2 separate regions of the Oryctolagus cuniculus genome follow, and region 1 is linked to region 2. The links are chromatin contacts, called in public Micro-C maps. All regions are on one chromosome and are shown on one strand. Each heading gives the region's core, a stretch centred on a gene start, on an enhancer-like site or on the middle of the called end of the contact. The rest is flanking DNA. Distances are from core to core; before and after follow the strand shown.

Region 1 (4,795 bases), core at 388-2,887, 60 kb before region 2:
TGGCCGGGAAGCGCCTCGGGGGCGCCGTGGTGGCTTCGCTGCGGTTGTAATCCATGCACAGGACCTCGGCGTCGCGGCCCAGCACGGGCAGGCGGTCGCAGCTCATGCGCTCGGGCCAGGCGAAGCCGTACTGGCGCATGAGCGGCGAGCAGCCGGCCTTGGCGCGCTCGCACACCGAGCGGCAGGGCGGCAGCGGCTTGTGGTAGTCCGGCAGGCAGATGGGCGTGTACATGGAGCACAGGAAGAAGCGCAGGTCCGGCGAGCAGTGGATCTCCACCAGCGGCCAGAACTGGTGCACCTCCAGGCCCGCCTCGTCCTGCGTGTCGTGGTTGAACTGGTTGGGCATGTGCGTCAGGTTATAGCCGATGCCGCGGCACATGGGCACCGTGATTTCCTGGCACACCGGGGCCTTGGAGGCGGCCGCCGCCCGGCCCGCCAGCTGCGCCAGGAGCAGCAGCAGCAGCGAGGGCGGCGCGGACGGGTCAGGCCGAGCCATCGCCCCCTCCCTCCCCTCGCCTCCCGCTGCCCGAGAGGGGCCAGCGCAGGCAGAGGAATCCGGGGCCGGCTCGTCCCTCTCCGCGTCCCTCGTGTGTCTCTCTCTGTGTGTGTACGCGCGCGCGCCGCCGGGGCTGGCAACCTGTTGGTTTCTTTTTCTCTTAGAGAAAGCCGTCCAAAGATAAACTGCTCCGGGAAGGCGCTGCCTCCGCGGGCAGCGCTCGGGGAGAGACGGTCAGGGCTCCGATTCCAGGCAAAGGACTCTTAAAAAAAAAAAAACAACAGATGGGGGAGACGAAAAATTGCAGCCAGCTCCCATTAGGCGTCAACAGTTCGGTCCCCGCAAGCGGTTGCAAAGCTCTTAAGTTAGCCAACCCCTCTCTCCCTTCCCTCCCTTCCACCTCCTGGAATCTAACTGCCGACTTCCCCGCACTCCCCTTCCTGGCTTGGCCCTCCGGGCTGGGCCCCGGGGTCAGAGTCCTCAGTCCCCAGGAAAAGGGCAAAGGAACCGGGAGAGGGGGTTGGCGCAGGCTCTCACCTCCGCAGATCCCGCTGGAGAGGGGCAGGCGGTCCCCAGCACTTGCTGCTCTCTCGGAAACGTGACTCGGAGCCGGGCCGGCGCCCGCAAAGTTTAGCGGCAGGCTGGGTACCCGTTGCGGCGGCACATGGCAGGAGGTGGGGGCGTCTCAGAGATGGGGGCGCCTCCCGAACACAGCCGGCGCAGCCCAGTCACTCGCCCTCTCCTCCTCTGGGGCCCCCCGCATGATCCGGGCGGAGCAGGGCAGCAGCAGGCAGTGCGTTGCACCGGGGGTCCGGGAGCCGGACGCAAGGCGGGCGCGCCCGGCAGCACCTGGGCGGGAGGAAGGGGCGGCGCGGCGACCGGGACCCCGCAGCCTCACGGCGCAGCGAGCAGCCTGCGCTGGCCGGGCCGGGACTGCATGGTGAGCGCCCGCCGCCGCCGCCGCGTCCCGCCCGCCGCTCGCCTCCTCCCCTGCAGGGGGCTCCGCGCTCCAGCGGACTCCCGGGGGCGGTGGCGGCGCTCTCGGGACGCGCCCGGCTCGGCTCCTCCCCCCTGCGTTCTCTCGCACCCTTTCGCCCACCTCCGGCGGGCACTGAACGGCGCGCGGAGGCGGCAGAGTCACGGCCGCAGGCGGACTGCCCTCTCCCGCCCCGCCAGGGTCACCTGCCTCTAATGCCCGCCGGGAGGCCCCGCCCCGGTCCCGGCCCCGCCCCCTCGGGCCCGGGCTCGGTTGGTGGGCCGCTCGGCCCGCGTCCCCGCCCACTGCCCCGCGGGCTCCGCCGCGTCCCCGGCGCCCGCCGGCCCCGCCCGGAGCGGGCCGCCCCGGAGCGCTGGCCAATCGCGGGCAAGGAGACGTCGGGGGCGGGGCGAATGCTAATCGGGCCGCCTTGAGAAGCCTGGCGGGAAAGCCTGGCCAGAAGTCCCTCGGGAGGTCTCTGCCTGCTCCCAGGGTCTGGCGATTCACTCTCCGGCCAAGTTGCTGGCTTATGAGCCTTTCCCTCCGGGGCTCCTAGCAGCCTCCTCTGCAGCTAAGCTCGGAGAGCCCAGCGCTCGTGGAGTCGTTCCTGGCCGTGGCACCTGTCTCCCCGCTGCGCTGTCTCGGGTACAGGTGAGAGAAGAGTGAACACTTACGGAGCACTTCCTGTGCACCCAGCAGCGCGTTAATCATTTACATCTCCATACGATATCTCTGACCTTTACAATTCCAAGAGGCAGGCACTCCTTGCAGGTGAAGGAACCCAGACTCAGAAACTTGACCGAGGCAACCGAACTGGTGATGGAGCCTCCAAGAAAGCCGCGAGCTGGAGAAACTTCACTGCGGTGTTCCCAGCGTCTGGCACACAGTAGGTGCCCACATGGCAGAACTGGGATTTGAACCCAGGTGGTTGGGCATCCACACTCTTGGCAGACACACACGCACGCACACACACTATCCCCATCTCCCAGACTTTGACCTCTACCTTCGCATTTAACATCTTACTGCGGAGACAAGGAACTGAACTTCCTCCTGCCTTGGAAGACTGGAGAGATGCTAGTCCTCGCCCAGTCGAGGTTTATCATCCGAGGCAGTTCCCAAGTCGCCCGCGGAGGGAAGCAGCCCCGACGCCAGGCTCCGGGAAGCCGCAGGGCTCCGGGCCCCCGGGGCTGCCCGGTGCGAAGCCGCGCAGTCGAGCGCCGCCTGTGGCCCGGGGCGCACGGAGCCGCTGGAGCCCCCCCCCCCCCCCCCCCGAGGACGCCCGGCGGTGCTCCCCAGGCGGATCGACTTGCTCCAAGTTTTTAAAATGCTCTGAAACGCCTCTTTTCTGTGTGTTCTAATTAGGCAGGAAGACTGAGGGCTGTAGCATACTTGAAATTCATTCACACGCTTAGGAAGAGGGTTTAAATTGTTTTGTGCTCTCCCACCCCTACTCTCCCCGGGGGATAAAGGCCAACACAGGAGGGCCAGGAGACACTTGGAGGTCTCCTGAACGGACTCAGTGGTTGGAGGCTGGCCGTGGGGTATCGTGAATCCTCTGCTCCTGGGTCCCCTTTATTTATTTATTTTTACAGACTGGGGTTCCTAGTTGCAGAAAAGCCATGGGCTTCCTGCTCTTCAGCAAGGCTTTGTAGAAAGTAATTAAGAATACTGTGTATGAATCCCAGCCTCAAGGTTAAACAAGAGCAAATATGCTGCAGGGAACTGACAGCTGTAATATCTATATACATATGCACCTATACACACATACATATGTATATCGAAAAGGCACATTGCCTCTTTTTTTCCTTGGAATTCTTCAGGTGCTCCTGTTTTAATCTGCCTTTTGGAATACTTGGCACTCTGGGCGAGGGAACATCCCAGGGCCGAGTGTGGTGGGAATGGAAAAGCAACGGAACAGCAGTCCAGAAGAGAGGAGAAGCCTCAGTGGAAAGTATGCACAGGCTGCGAACATGCCAAGGGAGGCCTGTCTCATTCTGAGCCCTTTATGCAACGTGTGTATTATTGGGGATGGACAAGTGTTGGCTAATAATAAAAATTATTTGAAGTTGGAGAATGTTAATCACTCACATTGGAATTTGGTCAGAATACTTCTGTTATTTCGCTTGGTTGTGACTCAAACATCATGGGCTGGTTTGTGAACCTTCTGTCTGCTTAATAAGGAGCAAAAATCTCATTTTTCCTTGGAGATCCCTAATAGCAATAACAGCAGAGAAGCTTCTCAAAAGAGACTTATTTTGAATTGCACAGCTTTTTTGCATCACTTTAATGTCCGTTTTTTCCTCCCATATATTACTTCAGTTGAAAGGAGGTTTAAGTATGCTGTTTAACTTGTTTCAGTCAGGGTGCTAAATAATTCATGTATGTTACCTCATTTAACCCTCCCAACCATCAGATGTAGAAGCTGGCACCACAATGACTTGCTTGAAGTTATTTATTTAGTCCATGGAAAGGGTAGAAATCAAAATTCCCATGCATCGTGGCAACTGGGGTCAGTAACAACATATTATAATAGAAAATCTCTGAGTAGACTTTATTCTCACCACAAAATATGACAAGTATGTGAGGTCAATGCATATATTAACTAGCTCAATTTAGCCATTCTATGATGTATACATAAATCAAAACATCATGTTGTACATCATCAATATAGGTAATTTTTACTTGTTAATTTTAAAGATTGATTAATGGGCTGGCATTGTGGGGCAGCAGGTAAAGTTGCTGCCTGTGCCGGCATCCCATATGGGTGCCTGTTCAAGTTCCAGCTGCTCCACTTCTGATCCAGCTTCCTGCTGGTGTGCCTGGGAAGGCAGCAGAGGATGACCCAAGGGTTTGGGCCTCTGCAACCACGTGGGAGATCTGGATTGTCCAAAGTATATTTATAAGTGATGAAAATATAGAAGATAATGCTAAATATTCCAATTAATAAGTTACATTCCATAGTTTGTTTGTTTGTTTGTTTGTTTGTTTTTGCCAGGCAGAGTTAGACAGTGAGAGAGAGAGAAAGGTCTTCCTTCTGTTGGTTCACCCCCCAAATGGCTGCAACGGCCGGCACACTGTGACGATCCAAAGCCAGGAGCCAGGTGCTTCCTCCTGGTCTCCCATGCGGATGCAGGGCCCAAGCACTTGGGCCATCCTCCACTGCCTTCCTGGGCCACAGCAGAGAGCTGGACTGGAAGAGGAGCAACCAGGACAGAATCCAGTGCCCCGACCAGGATCAGAACCTGGGGTGCCGGTGCCGCAGGTGGAGGATTAGCCTAGTGAGCCACGGCTCTGGCCTCCATAAGTTTTGAAGCATTGGTTTT
Region 2 (4,391 bases), core at 129-2,628:
GAAGTATGGGGCACGTGCTGGGGGTGGAATGAGGGGAGAGGGTGGCTGGCAGCTGTCCCACCAGTAGGAGGGGATCTCACTGAAGAGGCACCCGAGTCTCCTACCCTGGCAACAACTGACTTCACTCAGGAGCTCCCTAACAAGATGAGGAGGTTTGCAAGTGGCTTCTCTTCTCACCAGGAACCAAAGAAAACCTGCTGTTGTCTCATTTGCATTTAGTAAGGCCTTCCCTCCCTCACATCCGAGGCAAGCGCTCCATGTCAGGATCATCTGGAAGCTGTCTTAAATAAGACCCCTGACAACACGGGTATGCCCGACTAGAGGTGAACAACGACCCGGGTTTCACATCAGCTGTGCATCCACTAAAACACGGGAGTCAGTGGTTTTGAGTCCAATGAAATTAGAATTCTGTGCCAGTAAGACGCCTGCTGGGTGCTAGACTTTGCTGGCAAAACACTGTCCCACGTGATCAAAATCAACATCTGTCTGTTTTGATGAACCGAGCAGGGCTCATTTGCTCCTCGCTGGAGTCCGCTGAGAGCAGTGAGCTCTTTTCTACTCAGGCTCGGAAGCGAGGTGCAAGGTGCTGGCGCGAAGCTCCTGGTGCCTGGTACTAACGAGTGCAGTCCGGAGAAGAGGAGAATACGGCTTATGACTCGTGTTCTTGCAGTTTTACTCCAGGTTCCCTACCTTTTTGCTCCATTGCAGAATAAGGAGAAAAATGGGTTAGAAAACTCAAGAAACAGAAAAGGGGGAAAATTGCACACATCTCTGTTCACCGTGAGAAGCAAAAATAAATAAATAAATAAATAAAAATAACCGCTGCATTGAAGATAGGCAGTGTGCGAAGCAAAAGCTGAAGTTGATCCAGTAACAGATCAGTGGAGGGGTCACTAATTCTGCACAAATGTATGAGCAACCCCATCAGCTCTACCCTAAGGGAGGGGAAGGCAGTGTCTTTTTTGAACAGCGTCCCTTTGCAGGAAGTGGTGAGTGCATGAAGCATCGTCAGTTCCACCTGATAAATGATTAATTTATGGAGGGCCTGTTTTGGCCAGTGAGTAGGGAGGAAGGCCTCAGGTTTGGAAGTGAGGCCTCTTTGAGGTGTCGATATTCAGCATGTAGATGTAGCACTCAGAGAGAGAAACAGGGGCCCCTACATCCCAGGCCGTGCTGCGGCTCAGTCAGGCTGTACAGGGCAGCCCAAGTGATACGACCAGCCCAGTTCTCTCTGTGGCCGGAAGTCAGGACATGGTCCTGGTGCACATGTCTGAAGGACGGCGCCATGTTGGCAACCACACATCCTACGCACTAGCTGTACTGCCTCTGCGGTGGAGACCTGGCCTTGAGGAGCTGAAACATGACCGCCCTCTCAGCTCGTCTGGCTCCTGCCATGCCAGCCAGCACTCCGGCCATGAAAATGACCACGACACAGTCCCCTGGAGAAGACAATGACGCGAAGGCGGCCGGCAAGAGTGGACATGGTTTTTGTATAAAGAGGCTTTCAACTCTGGGCCCAGGCGGCCCTGGGGGAGGCGGGGAGCAGGGCCCCCATTCCAGTTGCCGTCTTTTTAAGTACTCTGTGGCCTTCCTGCAGCCGTGTGCAGTGAGGTCTATTTTAGGAACTGGCTTCTTTATTGCGGGGTTAGATGCCAACATTTCACCAGGGTTGGACCGTCTCACACATGAGTTTCTGGCACTGGGAGGAGGGATTTCCTCCAGTGACACTCCAGGGAACGGGCCTGTCAGTGAGAAGCAGCTCCCCCGGAGCCGGCGGCCAGCTCCAGGAGATTAATTGGCCATTTTCTCGGATGCTTTTTACGTGTGAGATATTTAATATGGGATAAAAAACGGAACACGAGGAAAAGCAGGTATTAGCTTGGTTTTAAGGAGGTGGTAATCCACAGCTCTGCTTTTGTTTCGACAGTCTCTAAGCAGGGGAACAATTACCTAACAGTGCACCAAGTAATTTGTTAGGCTTGCAAACAGTAAGGGCGTTCATGTGCTCCAAGGCATTCTGGGCTGAAAACAGCAATTCTGAGTTTTCATGGCAGGCCCAGCTCCTCAGCTGGCACAGCTCTGTCCTCTGATTTGGGGGGTGGTGGTGGCAAGGAATGTCTACGCAGGCCTGCGGCCGGCACCGACCAGGCCATCAGGGTTGTCCACAGAGGAGAGAAAACAGAAGCAGTTGGGACCCGGTTCCCATTCTGGGTAGCTGATGGTGATCTATTTTTTTCCCCTTTTGAAAATAAGCAGAAAGTGCTGTGGGAGGCAAGTTCTCCCTCGGAGTTCGGGGGGGGGGGGGCGCATTGCCCTGATTGAACAGGGCCCTCTCCCTGGGCACTGGCGGAAACAGAGGCGTTTTAGATCAGGGACCCGGGATCTCACCCTGGCCTCTCGGCAGCTCCAGCCCCGGATGTCTGCAAGCTGGGCCAGGAGCCTCTGTACACAGAGCAAACACGTCACAAGGGGAGGACGGCCGTGCACTTCAGGTCTCCAAGTGCAGTGTGCTGGGAATGGCCTTGCTGACAGTTGGAATCACAGATACATTAATTACAGCGAAGGCAAAAGTAAGCTACAGTGACAGGGAGCTGGGGGCGGAGGGAGAAGGCACTTCGCCATGGGAGCACATCTGTTTTATAATAAGCAGGTCTATAATTCTCTAGTGAAAGATCATGTTCTGCTATCTTCTCCGAGGCTGGAAAATATAAATACTGTATTTCACCAAGGGGAGGAGGAGAGGAGATGACCAAATTTGTTTGCCTGTTTGCCAAGTGTTTGAGATTTTCCATCCTTTTCCTTTTGTGTACAACTTTCTCTCTAACTAGAGGCAGGGCAAAGTCAACCTGTTTTTTCTAAGAGTAAAAGGCACCACGAGGCAGCTCGTGAAAACTCTTAACAAGTTTTCATGCCTTGGTTGTGACTACTGTAGACTCAGAAAAGAAATGCGCGTGTGGTGCTCAGCTACGAGGCGCAGCTGTGTGTTCTAGAGCCAAAAGAAGTGGCGCGGGCTGCGAGGTGGAACGCTAACGTCTAAAGCGCACACGTCAGGCTGAAACGTCGCCTCCTGGAGTATCACGGGCTGGGAGCTGGAGGGAGCAGGAGGTGGGGAAAGGAGCAGTGGGGCTGAACGTTCATGCACTTGGTGAGCCAGCAATTTCCCCGGCTCCGGACAGCGGTGGGACCGCTGACCCATGAAGGCATCTTCCCGCAAAGTCCACGGGGAATCGCTGCGTTACCAGCACATCTTCCTGTCTTGGAAAGGGTGAAGGCAGAAGGGCAGAGAGCCGTCAGGTGTCCAGTGCGGACCAACCTGCCATTTCGGTCACCGTGGCTGCTCTGCTGGCTCTCAAAAGGGCACTGCAGTGGGAGAAGTGCTATCCTACCAAGTAGCAAAGCAACTCATTAGATTCCTTATTCCAATTATGTTATATTAGAGCTTTTAGTTGTAAGGTGGAAAATAGATATGCATGTATTTACTTAAATAAGATTAGGTTTAATTCATTAATCATGACTGGAAGCTTGGTATTTCCTTTATAATAAAGCTGGTTATTTTAAGTTTCAGGTGACTCTGATTTTTTAATCAACTAAAACAATGTGAAGCAAGAGTGGCTACATTGACAAATGTCTCAATGAAAGTGCAGTGACGAACAGTGAGAAATAAAGCATTAGTAGCAGTCGGGTGGGAGTTGCCGGCACAGGACCTGCGAGAAGGAACTGAAGAGTGTCTCGGAATATATGCACTACATACCCTGTCTGCCAGTCACACACCAGTGGCTGTGACAATAATCCTAGGACATCGTAAATACCACCCCGATGCCCTTGGAAACTCTTCTTGAGAAAGCCATGATTACAACTCGCCAGGCACATCCTGGGGCAAGGGCCGCGATTCGTACCAGCAAATGGGCCAGCAACAGGCGGTCACTACTTGCAGGGGTCTCTTCTCTCTGAGGCAAAGAGCTTTCTGAGATTAACTTCAGATCAGAGCAGAACGGGCTCTCCTGCGGATGCTTCGTGCCGGCCGGGAGCTGGCACACTTGCCTTCTAGTCACTCTGCCCTGCCTAGGTGATGCCTACCTCCCCGAGAAAAGCTGAGGCGAGAGAGCCAAGGGACACTGGGCCCTGCAAAGGGCCCAGGGCACTTCTGTGTTTTGAAGATTTTCCTATGAAACACATGATGATGGGTGCCTGCCCCAGTCACCTCAGCCTCTGTGAGAGCTAAAAATAAATAACACAGAAATAACCTGGAGCACTGTTGTCCTGCAGGCAATGCTTCCACCTGTGTCTTGTGTCATAAAGTGGACTCGGCCAACTAAGAAAAAGTCTGCACTAGGAAGCCTTGCGTGGAAACCACGTTTTGCTTGGGGGCGAGCAGCTGAAATTCATGGCTA

What was found. A called contact is a pair of places that touch in the nucleus more often than the background predicts.
Region 1: a contact with region 2 is called in a Micro-C map of ear pinna, with 2.1 times the contacts expected there. The contact joins the promoter of FZD5 here to the enhancer-like site in region 2. A contact is called at or near these places in 2 of 6 Hi-C or Micro-C datasets (ear pinna and liver).

What each region holds. Positions count from the first base shown.
Region 1 is chr3:32,036,521-32,041,315 of mOryCun1.1, reverse strand. It overlaps FZD5 (frizzled class receptor 5), which reads right to left and starts at 1,637. Exons shown (of 2, transcript XM_002712605.5): 1 at 1,034-1,637; 2 at 1-758. The coding sequence starts at 496.
Region 2 is chr3:31,976,383-31,980,773 of mOryCun1.1, reverse strand. PLEKHM3 (pleckstrin homology domain containing M3) reads right to left here. Exons shown (of 8, transcript XM_070070294.1): 8 at 1-4,391. Among named protein-coding and RNA genes, the nearest start is that of FZD5, 61 kb to the left of the region's middle. Within about 2 kb of position 1,378, at least 2 of the 8 cell types and tissues checked have an H3K27ac peak or open chromatin away from gene starts, as enhancers often do. A contact at or near this core is called in ear pinna, where this site is marked.